Linked DNA regions of Acanthopagrus latus: region 1 is linked to region 2. Evidence: chromatin contacts called from public Hi-C data. All regions are on one chromosome and are shown on one strand. The core of a region is the stretch at or near the end of the contact, and the rest is flanking DNA. Distances in the headings are between cores, read along the strand shown.

What was found. A called contact is a pair of places that touch in the nucleus more often than the background predicts.
Region 1: a Hi-C map of muscle shows a contact between it and region 2, with 6 times the contacts expected there. The contact joins the promoter of LOC119033350 here to the promoter of LOC119033476 in region 2. A contact is called at or near these places in 4 of 4 Hi-C or Micro-C datasets (liver and muscle).

Annotation. Positions count from the first base shown.
Region 1 is chr15:11,800,808-11,806,234 of fAcaLat1.1, reverse strand. It overlaps LOC119033350 (protein SLX4IP), which reads left to right and starts at 2,552. Exons shown (of 8, transcript XM_037123318.1): 1 at 2,552-2,746; 2 at 3,298-3,355. The coding sequence starts at 3,329. mkks (McKusick-Kaufman/Bardet-Biedl syndromes putative chaperonin) reads right to left here and starts at 2,459. Exons shown (of 4, transcript XM_037123317.1): 1 at 1,016-2,459; 2 at 246-427. The coding sequence starts at 2,006.
Region 2 is chr15:11,667,313-11,672,952 of fAcaLat1.1, reverse strand. It overlaps LOC119033476, which reads left to right and starts at 4,363. Exons shown (of 15, transcript XM_037123629.1): 1 at 4,363-4,451. The coding sequence starts at 4,427.

The DNA.
Region 1 (5,427 bases), core at 1,303-3,802, 140 kb before region 2:
AAACCAACACATCAGTTCATCTGTCATTCTCATCTCATGTCATCTGATGTTGGAATCCATTTCATGGATGGATGCTTTTATCAAAAGTGCTGTAGAAGAGTTGAGTCTCTCCCACCGGCTTTGCTTGTGAAACACTCTACTAGTCGAGCTTTATGGGGCCATTTATTATTAATCATATTTACAGAAAGAAGTGAAACCCCAGGAGCCAAAACTACGGTCTCAACACACGCCTCACTTCCTCTTACCTTCAGCTCACTTAACATTGTCTCGTTCCTGTGACAGAGGATCATCGTACAGCTCGCCGACTCCCCAGGAGGCTGTAAATGCAGCATTGTCTTGGATCCAAACTGCCTAATAGTGAGATCCCTTACCTCACCATAGGCCTGGGGTGGGATTGCGGTGTGTAGTGTGGCCACAGGCTGGGCACCTGTTGGTTAAGTGGACAGAAATTAAAGATACGCAAAACTGGACAGTGCACTGTACATATGTACTTTCATGATTTCACATCTGAAAGAATGCAAACATTACAAAGATCACATTTACACACATTCCAGTATTCTGTCCCCAGGAATCCCCAATTCCCCTGCATAAATTATTAAAGGGTCACTCTGTGAATTTACACACACACAAAAAAATAGTACAAAGCCTTTTGGCTTAAGAGGAAGCAGCATGTAATCTAATAAAGGAAAGTGTTTTGAAAAGAAAGAAGAATGCATGTAATCAAGGCAATACCTCTGGTTCTGCTGTGACGATTTTGAGTTTTTGTTTTTAAACTGTCCGTAATGCGTCCAACAGATTTTCAGACACAGGTGTTTACCTACATTACCCACAATGCAACTGAGCCACTGAGTGACATCACTGGCAGAAATATATTAGATTACACGCAGGTTCCTTTCTAGACAAAAAAAGGTTTTAGGCTACTTTTTTCACATGTGCAGTAGCACTCCTCAACACCTGTAACACACCTCATTGTGTCAATTTGGTCTACCCAGGATTAAAACATGTAGAGGCCTACCTGTCAGCTGAGTAAGTGGCTCCATTAGAGTGATTCCCAGTCGCTCTATCACTATGATACCACGACTCCTCAGGTATTGCTGTAAAACTGGGTGGATCACCTTCTGGCATACAAAGAGCTTCACCTCATCTTTAACCACTTGTTTGCCGAGCTCCAGGAGCTGATCTAAGATCTGTGAATCTGTGTCTACATCTGGGTGCACCTCAATTCTCCCGTCTCCTAGTTCAGAAAGATCCCCAGCAAGAGATGCACTAAACAACACCATGCGCAATGGGTCTGAATGCAGGCACTCTATATTGTTGAGGTGAAAGACATCAGGCGTGTCCACTAGTAGACCTGGAAACACTGAGGAGCTCAGCACCGAGTGACCTTCAACAGAGACAATCACTGTTTTGCCAAGGGTGACAGTAGTTCCTGGGCTGTTACAGGGAACTGTCAGCAGAAAAGCCTGGACAGCCAACCTGCTGATGTGAAGTGTCTCCTGCTCTGTTAGCACACACGCCGGTTTACTAGAGATGCTGCTGCGAGCTAATTTGATCAAGTTCTGGCTGCTGCAGAAATCCAGCTTCACTCTAACACCACAGTCCTCTTGTCGTAGGTAACTAGTACACAAATCCAGCAAGTGCTTGTTCACTTTGATGACCACACTTCCTCTGAGACCAGACTGCTTTGCTCGCTCAATGATAGACAAACAGAGAATAGCAGCAAACAAACCACAGTCACTGAAACGAGAGACGTGATTGAAAATGGAGGTTTTGATCAAATTGATGAAAGGATGTGAGGAGGAGACAGCTGACAGGAGAACTGAGGAGGTTGAGGTAGTTACAACGCGCCCTCCAATGTTGTTGTGGACCTGTTTTAGTCTTCCTCTCGGACCAAAGCAAGACGTCAGGAGCTGACGAAGCAAATAAAGCTTGTTACAAATATCAGTGTTGTCCAGTGGTTGATCCGTACAAAGAGATGGAGATTTCTTGGCGAGCCGAGACATCATTGAATCAACACTTTCTGACAGCACTGGCACAGCAGATTCACCGGAAGATCATTGTCGACAAGAAAACGTTACAGTAGTTGCTTCGTATAACTTTTAGTAGTGAGTTTACTCTCTAAATGACGAAAAAGAGACGACTACAGTGTCCTTTAAGCTATTTTAGTTATTTGATAGAAAACGCCAACTTCCTGCATCCATGTTAAGCGCCTTTACTTGCCACGACTCGGGTAGTGACACTTACAGCAGTGCCTGACCAGAAAATAAACAAAAAACTTGATACAACTTCAACCATAGTACATTAATGCAATCAGAATAAAGTTAAGTTAATGTCATACTCGCTATTATCCGATTAAAGATCATATTTAGACACATGTCCATAACATTTAACGTGGACGTTGATACAGGCTTCTTCAATATGCGGGTCGTTGCCATGACAGCGGTCACCGCGTTGGGTCCTTGCCGGGTCCTACTCGATTAACAGTCGCATTCTTTTGGACGTTTTTAGAAATTGTTACTGTAACGACACATATTCATTCAGTACTTAATGTCCCGTTGAAAAACAAAGATGGCCATTTAATTTTTATTTTATTTATTTATTTATTTTTAATTTTTACCTTGCTTAGTATTTCCGTGATGTGTTTTTTTGGCAAGAGTCATCCGCTGAAACCTTTTGCCGTCCTCGGACTACAAACCAAGCGGTTGTGACGTCATCTCCTGAAGCCTCCCTTTCAAAACTGTTGGCGGTATGAAATTTGTTGTCAATTTTAAGGTTCTTACCCAGCGTAATATTGACCGAATGTTACTCTAAGACTTCTGCAGTGTTATTGTTGTTGTTTCTTAGAACTGGCCATTCGTCTTGTGAGCCCAGCTGCTCTCATTAAATGAACCGAGAAGTTAACCTAATGAGTAACAAGCTAGATAAACTCTAATTAGATATAACGACGAAAATGATTTAGCTGCATTTTAATTGGCCATATTTATTTAGTCTATATATTCACAGTCTGAATATATTAAAACGAGCTCTATGGATATGACGTTATCACAAAATTTTACCAATCTGTGTTAGCTCGGTTAGACTCGTTTACCATCCATGTCGGTTAACGTCAGGATTTACATTATTTTGATTAAGACAGCCTTTCAAAAGCTCTGTCAGCAATTATTATTATTATTATTATTATTATTATTATTATTATTATTATTATTATTATTATTATCAAGTATGAACATACAAAATTATTAGACAGTGTATGTTTTAGGCAACTGTGTGTAATCCATGATTGTGCACTACTTCCAGGTGAAACAAGCTGACTGCTGTGTTCACTACAATGGCTCCTCAAAAAATTGTTATTAAGGTAAGTGAAAATCAATTAGTACACAGAGCCTACTGCAGTGTTGTATTAAAGAAATATACTGAGTTATAGGGTATTATAGTTTTCCCCAATTTCCCCCATGGAGATAAATAGGCTCAACAGTAGTTTTGTGAGCCTACTGTTGAATAAGGCCTGGGATAAACATACATATAGAAAATAACACAAAAAATATGATACTGAGTGTTGTGTTCAACCCCACATTCAACATTTTAAAGAGTGTTGGAGTATGCAAATTTTAGATTTTTTAAGTATGTTTGCTGGGAACCTTCCTAAGCAAACTTAATTTAATTCTGTACCTATATTCTGTTGCATAAACCGATTAAGCCAAGAAGTTATAACCCATTTTTTTGCTAAGTTCATATGTTGCCATAAAAGCTTGTAACAAAGCAAGATGGTCTAATCACACAAGACTGGTACCAAAATTAAAAGATGCTTGTCCAGGCATCTTCACAAATACATTCTTTTGTATCTTTTGAACATGTACATATGGCATGTGCTGTAAAATCTATTGTTTTCAAGCAAAATAGCTTTTGGGTGCATTTCACTGACCACAAAGCCTCATAATTACTTTAAACAAAATGTTTCCCCACACAAAATGCACACTAGATACTAAAGAAGACGATGAATCTGCATTTGATTAAAGCTTCTCAGCTTTTGTCAGTGTTCATGATAAACAACTATGTTTGTGTTATTGCCAAACAGTAGAACTTCGACAGTCAAGTGGCTTAAGTGGCTAGAGTTATTATGGTCTATACCAAACCACTGTAAAGCTGTTGTTCAGAAGTGTAAAATATGCAGTGCAGGAATGTGCTGTGCGCTTTCTTCTCACAATTTACTTTATTCATTTTTGTTTTAAAACATCTTCTTTACTCAGTTTTGTCCTCAGTAACAAATTCTTTGGCCACTAGGGGGAAGTACAGGTACATGTTTCGACTGTCCTGCCTCCACATTCTGATGTTATTATTCATCCCTCAGAACACTTTATTCAGAGTTTCTGGTCACCTTTTGCAAATCTCATCTGACTGCCTCCCCGAGAGCCTTTTGTTAATCGGCACGGCCATACAGAGCAGAGGAAACTCATTCTATTAAAAAGCCAAGCTGGTTCATCCTCGGTCTGATGCTCTGTCAGGAATAATGCGCATCAGATGTTTTTGTTAAGTGCAAGAAAAGCCACTGCTTTCTCTTTTGTTGATGTTTCATTTATTGAGAGTTTTTGGACGAGGGCCGCAGACATTTGCACTGATCTCTCACATCCTCCGTAATGCTATGTGTGCCTAGTTGACCAGATATTGCATTCGCTCCCTTTATTTGTTTCATATGCATGCCTGCATACAGGCAACCCCACCACCAACCCCCTCAGTTGGTTGTGGGAGAGTAAAACCCTGGAGGTTCACGGAAGGTTCCTTCCCACTGGGCACATAATGATACTGTTGTGTTACTCTGCCTGAGAAAATGCACACAGCCTCTACCATGCTTAACCAGATAACCACAAACAAGTATGTTAGATGGGATCAGACCAAACAATAGCATTCAAGGCACTAGTCTGGGCTCCTCTTTCGCAAAACAAAACACCACTGCCACCATGTTTTTTAATGAATGAATTGACTTCTCAGAATGTTGTAGAACAAAAATCTGAAAAAGACATAGTTTCCATAAAGGCAGTGTTGGAAACTCTGCACAGAGAGCAAGGATTATTGGAGCAATTATGAGTTATGTTCCTGGATTCACCATGCTATGTTTAGCAGGGCTGTTCAACAGTTTGTTTTATGATTCTTTCTCCTAAGATTTTTTCAAAGCAGCTCCCTCCCTGCTCTGTGGAACTGCAGGAGGTTCTGGTATGCTCCTTCTCAAATAGGCTTAGACTATATAGTGACCTGCCACTTCTCAGGAGCCTGCAGGCTAAAACACTGATCCGCTGAAGCGCTTGCTGTCTGCCAGGACATTACTGCTGCAGAGCCCTGCAATCTGCCTTCTATTAGCAATATGCACTGCTGACTTTCTAATGTAGTCGGTTGAGACAGAGTTTTTTAAGAACAAAGATTGAGGTATCACAG
Region 2 (5,640 bases), core at 3,114-5,613:
CTCCCACAAACGGCCCCAGGCGATGGCAGCTGTGAGGCATTCATCTTTGTCTGCTCTGTCACTTACACTGTTGCTCAACATTCATCATAAGGAACTAATTTTTCATAAATGTGCCAGTACGGTCGCAGATTTTCAGCTAATTTCAAACATGTCCCATATAAAGGAGACGGAACATTGATCCTACATATATCTTTTCGTTCCCCCCACCGCTTATGTATATTCAAGCAACATGTAAAAAGGATTACGACCAAACTTGATATTCTTGCAAATACCAGATCAAGATATCATGAAAGCTGGCCTCACTCGGCTGCGAATGAAAAGCACTTGTGTGGTTTAACTTTATCCAGACTTGTGAATACCGGAGGAGGTCTTTCTAAGAAGTGGTGGGTTCTGCTTTATGTCCTGTTGGTGCCGTGCGGCTGCTCTCTACTGCCCCCCTTTGTCGGCCACGCGGTATCGTCCAGGATTATGTCACAGAACCCTTCTTTAAAAATTCCCCTTCTAACAATGTTGCACAATGCTCCAACAGAGCCCAATTTACATGCGTACAATTGTTTGTTTTTTTCTCTTGAAATTTTAGTTAAATAAAATGTGTTGCAGCTGTGGAGAGCTCTATATAATGCAGGTCCCCTTCACGCGTATTGTAGCTCTCAGCTTGACACAAACCTGAGCTTAAACTGACCCCAGATAGTTTCTTATCTGCTGCTAATTCTCAGATATCTTCAGCTTGGATCACCTTTTCTCACAGCAGCAGCCATCATGTGGGTCTCTGAGTTGCGTGGGGATAAAAGCACTCCGCTGCAAATAGCCTTCAGCCCTGCACTAAGTCTGTCAAAAGTCAGGTGGCCCCCCACTGAAATCACCTCGAGGTGCTGTAATTTTGTGCCTAGCAACAAAGTCTCTGTAGAATTTTACAACCTGAGAAGCTCGGGGTATCTCGACAAATAGACTGAAGTACTTTTACGCATATCTGCTGCCAGTGTGCAGAAATTATACTACTGCACGCCAACAAATTGTTTAGTCTAATTTGAGAATAGTTACTGTGTCTGAGGTCAGCTTTTATTTGGGAGAAAATAGTCAGCGTTGTTAAAACCCCAATTAAGGCAACCTTTGTGGTAGATTTTAATTTAAACATAGAGCCGAGTTTTCCATATGAATGTGGGTGATACAACGGATTGGCGCTTACTTTTAATGCCTGAGGAAAGATATGAAAATAACTTTTAAGCCCTAGGAAGTTAATCTGGATCCAATAAACAGTAGCAGGTAAACATCCTTGGATAACCGAAAAGTTATGGCAGAGTTAAAGACACGAACAGTAGCAGCTTCCTTTCACTCCAAACAGACGCTGCAAGGTGAGAGGTGGATTCTGCCGGAGGAGTAATTACTCCCATCATTCTACTGTCGCTTCATGGGCGTGAGAAACCACGGATATCATCTTTTCATGCAAGCCCTCGATGTGGGTGGTGAGGTAAAATGGTTTTAAGCTGAAGCTGGATGACTTATCATGTAGCAGAGGGCAGGACTGGGCCTGTGGAATGAAGGAAATGTCATCTGATGCCATAGGGGTTGTATGAGCCAAGCATCCGCCAGCCCATATTCTCACCTGTTTCCAAACTCGCCCGAAAGTCTCTGACAGATGACCCGCAGAGAAATCGGACACTGACTTGTAATAATGCAATCGCGTGCACGCTCATGTGAGGATGCGCGCTGAAACTCACACGCAATCGCTGTTAATTCATAGAAATGCATGACTGATTTTATCTTTTTTAGGTCCACATTGCGTGTACCTTGAGCCTTTGGATCTGCCTTAATCCTCTGTCTCATGGATTTGACAAGGTGCTGGAGACATTCCTCAGAGATAATGGTCCATATTGACATGACGAGCATCGCGCAGTTGCTGCGCATTTGCCCGCTGCGCATCCACGTCGTGAATCTCTTGTTTTGCCACACCCCAAATGCAGCGAGACTGGGTTCATGTGGAAGCCATCTGAGTACAGCGAACTCATTTACATGTTCCAGAAATCAGATTTAGATGATCTGAGTTTTGTGAGATGGCACGTTGTCCTGCTGAAAGTAGCCATTAAAAGATTGACTAAACCCTGGATATAAAGGAACAGACATAGTTAGCAACAATACTTGAATACACTGTGGCGTTTAAACAATGCTAAATAGGTACTAAGGGGCAAAAAGTATGCCAAGAAAATATCCTCCACACCACAACCAGCATGAATACCCATATTCTGACCCTGTGATTTGAATGTCCCTGCAGAAATCGAGGCTCATTCGACAAGAAAATGTTTTTCAAATCTTCCACTGTCCAACTTTGGTGAGCCCGTGCCAGTTGTGGCCTCAGTTTCCCGCTCTTAGCTGACAGGAGTGGCACCCAGCGTGTAATTCTGCTTCAGTGTTTGACATGTTGTGCGTTCAGAGATGCTACCTTGTTGAAAGATGTGGTTATTTGTTGCCTTTCTATCAGCTCAGTAGATGGTTACACTGGAGATGGGTGCGATGGAGAAGTGAAAATCCTGGCAGATCAACAGCTTATGAAAAACACTCCAACTAGGCAGTCAGACAGCCACATGTGTGCCATGTTCAGGTTCACTTAATTCAACTTTCTCTCCAATTGTGAAACAGATCATCTTGACCTTGTGTACATGGCTAAATGCACTGAGATGTGTGCATTGATGAAATGTTAACCAGGTAAATCTAATAAAGTATAGTAGGGTGTATATTTCTTGGTATTATCTATATTATATATAGCCTGTGCAAAGATTTTATTATGGCAGGATACTGCTGTCTTACTAGGAGCCTTTTTAAAAGAGAGCTGTATCTACAATGACGCTGCTTTACATATCAAAGCGCTGCATTCATTTCAAGTATTCACCTGACCTGAAGAGCATGAATTGGTCCATTTATTTCTCTCCTAAGCAACACATGTTGCAGATGAGGTTTTGTGTTGTGTGCAGATGCTGTGGCGTCTCTCACAGGGTAGTGTTATATCTCAGAGATGTGGATCTTCTGTCCGTGGAGGATTATCTGAAGAATGGTGTGTTTCGCAGTATAGCCAGAGAATAGTCCGGCAGCCGCTACGATGGCGAGCGCAAAGGAGGGAAGACAGCGGCCTCGATGGAGAAAGAGCACTCGGCGTCTTTCACGGAGGCTGTTCTGCTGCTCATGTTTGCGAGGGGAGGAGAAGGATTCTCTGCAGGGACAGGAAGGGAAGCTTTATAGGGGCCCTCAGCATCCACACTTGGATCAGCGGGGATCAGATGAGATGAAGGCTATCCAGATTACAGTGGAGGATCTGGGCATAGTTAACAGCAGCTTCAGCCTGTTCGAGGAGGACCTCCTGACCCCGGGGACCGGCATGGCCCGCTCAGCCAGCTCCGTGTGTGCCTGCACCCGGGCCCTGAAGAAGAAACGACTGAAGCCTCTGTCTTCTCTCCCTATACAGCCCCAGGCCAAAATGGCTGGCTCTTGTTCCAGTGGCGAAGATGACGAAGAAGAGGAGGAAGACACGTTACTGTTTGGGAGTGGCACCAACAGCACGGCAGCTTCGGGAAGCCTCCTGACACAACCTGTCATTAATCTGATCCCACCCACTCCCTCTGATGTGGCCGACGATGATCAGTTCTTTGACATTAATTCAGAGGAGAGCGTGGCGCACACATCCGGCAGTGACGGAAGCTTTGCTGCCGGCGGCCAGGATAGTTACAAAGAGAAGACAGAGAGGGTGGAGACAGAGCAGTCACCAGAGGAATTCACAGTGGCTGAGAGTAAGGTCAGCGCTGACGGTGCTGCAACTGAGGCGGGCCAAAGTGATCAGTTGGGAGAAGATAAAGAGCCCATGCCAAGCACAGTGGGGGATACAGAGAAAACAAAACCAAGGCTTTTACGTAGCACCTACCAGGTGGCTCCTCTTCCTGAGTGCCCTCAGAAAAGTGAGTCCAATCGCAATGACATCTCCAGTGTTGATTCATTAAAGCGATACTGATATTTTGGTAAAAAAAAAAAAAAAAAAAACCAACCCTAACCCCCACAAAGGGACAGACGAGAAAATTGATGCGGAACTATTTTCTGTGTGTTCAATGCAGAGAGACGCTTAGCAAAAACTCTGGAAGCAGCTAGCTGAGCTGTGTCACAAGTGCCTGCCAAAAACTCTAGAAGCTCTCCTGTTGACCGGTTGTGCATGTTAACTCTTGTAGAAATATATTTTGATTTGAATAGAAATAAAAAGGGACAATTTGAATTATTGTAACACCTGTGCCAGCCTACACTGACAACTGAAAAATGTGTGCTCTTTGGCTGCAAACACTTCTTTGAGTTGAGAATGTCCAAAAACGTTGGAGTGCTTTCCTAAAATTCAGCCGGTGTCTTGTCTCGGTGTCTATCTGTCACAGGGATCTTCAACACCGGAATAAATCTCATGGCATTTACTGAGCACAACCTGGGTGAGTTTCCTTAAGGTAAACTTGCAAAAGTAATTGTATTTAAGTCCTCCTGTTTCCATTTACGCGAGCTGTAGGTGAGAGCCAAATGACCCCCAGATGATGGCTCGTTCCGTCCAGCTGCTGAGCTCATGTGTTGCCTCTTCGTTTTGATCTCGCTTCCCCATTCAGATGAAATTGCGGTCATTATGTGACATGGCTACAGTACCTCGAACGCCTCCTTTGGGAGTTGCAGAAGTTCCCCTTTGTCGGAATCTCTTTTTAGCCATTGTGTGTGTATTCCCAGTGCGTGGCTTGGCAGGCGGTTCCCAGGTTTTGGGTTCCTGTGACTCAGCATTGCTCTCCTCCCTCGGTCGTCTCTCAAAGAGCTTAATTTCTTTTCAGACCAGGGGAGGACAATAATACTGGACACGATAAGCATCACTTTTGCCTATCCGTTACATAAATGTGCTGAAAAGTTTCGACTCTGAGGCTTTGCTTTGTCATTAACCCTGTGCGTGTCTGCGTGTGAATGCTTGTCAAACTTTGTCACACACCAAACTTACATTGCTCAATTTGCGTCTGTGTTTGCATGCGTGTGTGTGTGCGCAATGTGTGTGCCTGTGCTAACCAGTCAGGGGTGAGGGAACTCGCTCATGCTTTGACTTGTCCCGACTAAACCGAGTCAGACCAGGAATGATGTCCATCTCTCTGTTCCTGCCGATTTCACTGTTTAAGGCAACGCCAGGCTGTGTCCCTGAGCCTGCCCAAAATGTCCTGTCATTTGTTTTGATTGGGCTTTTCCTGGAAGACACAGGCTGTGTGAAGACTGAACGTGGCTGTGGAAGGGTGGGTGTGCTGCTACCCTCCATTAGCATTCTCAGACAGACAGCTCTCCATTTTGTGTCCCTTCTCCCATGCAATGGTGAGGAGGAGTCACAGTGGGAGACTGGAAGTGATTTTCTCAGGATTTCAGACAGGCACTGTTGTGTCTGAGGTCAGCCTGAGGAGTGTGCTCCTACATGTCTTCACATTCAGCCAGGACTCATCTCTACTCTCACCTGGCTCATCTATTCAAGACAGTTGTGTTTTGAATGTGCTTAGACGTAGACCAGACTTTATGATCCTCTGCAGAGTGACTCACAGGCCAGCCAGGTGATGAAGAGAGTGCCAGCTCGCTGCCCCCCTCTTTGTACTCCACTGTCTCCGCAGG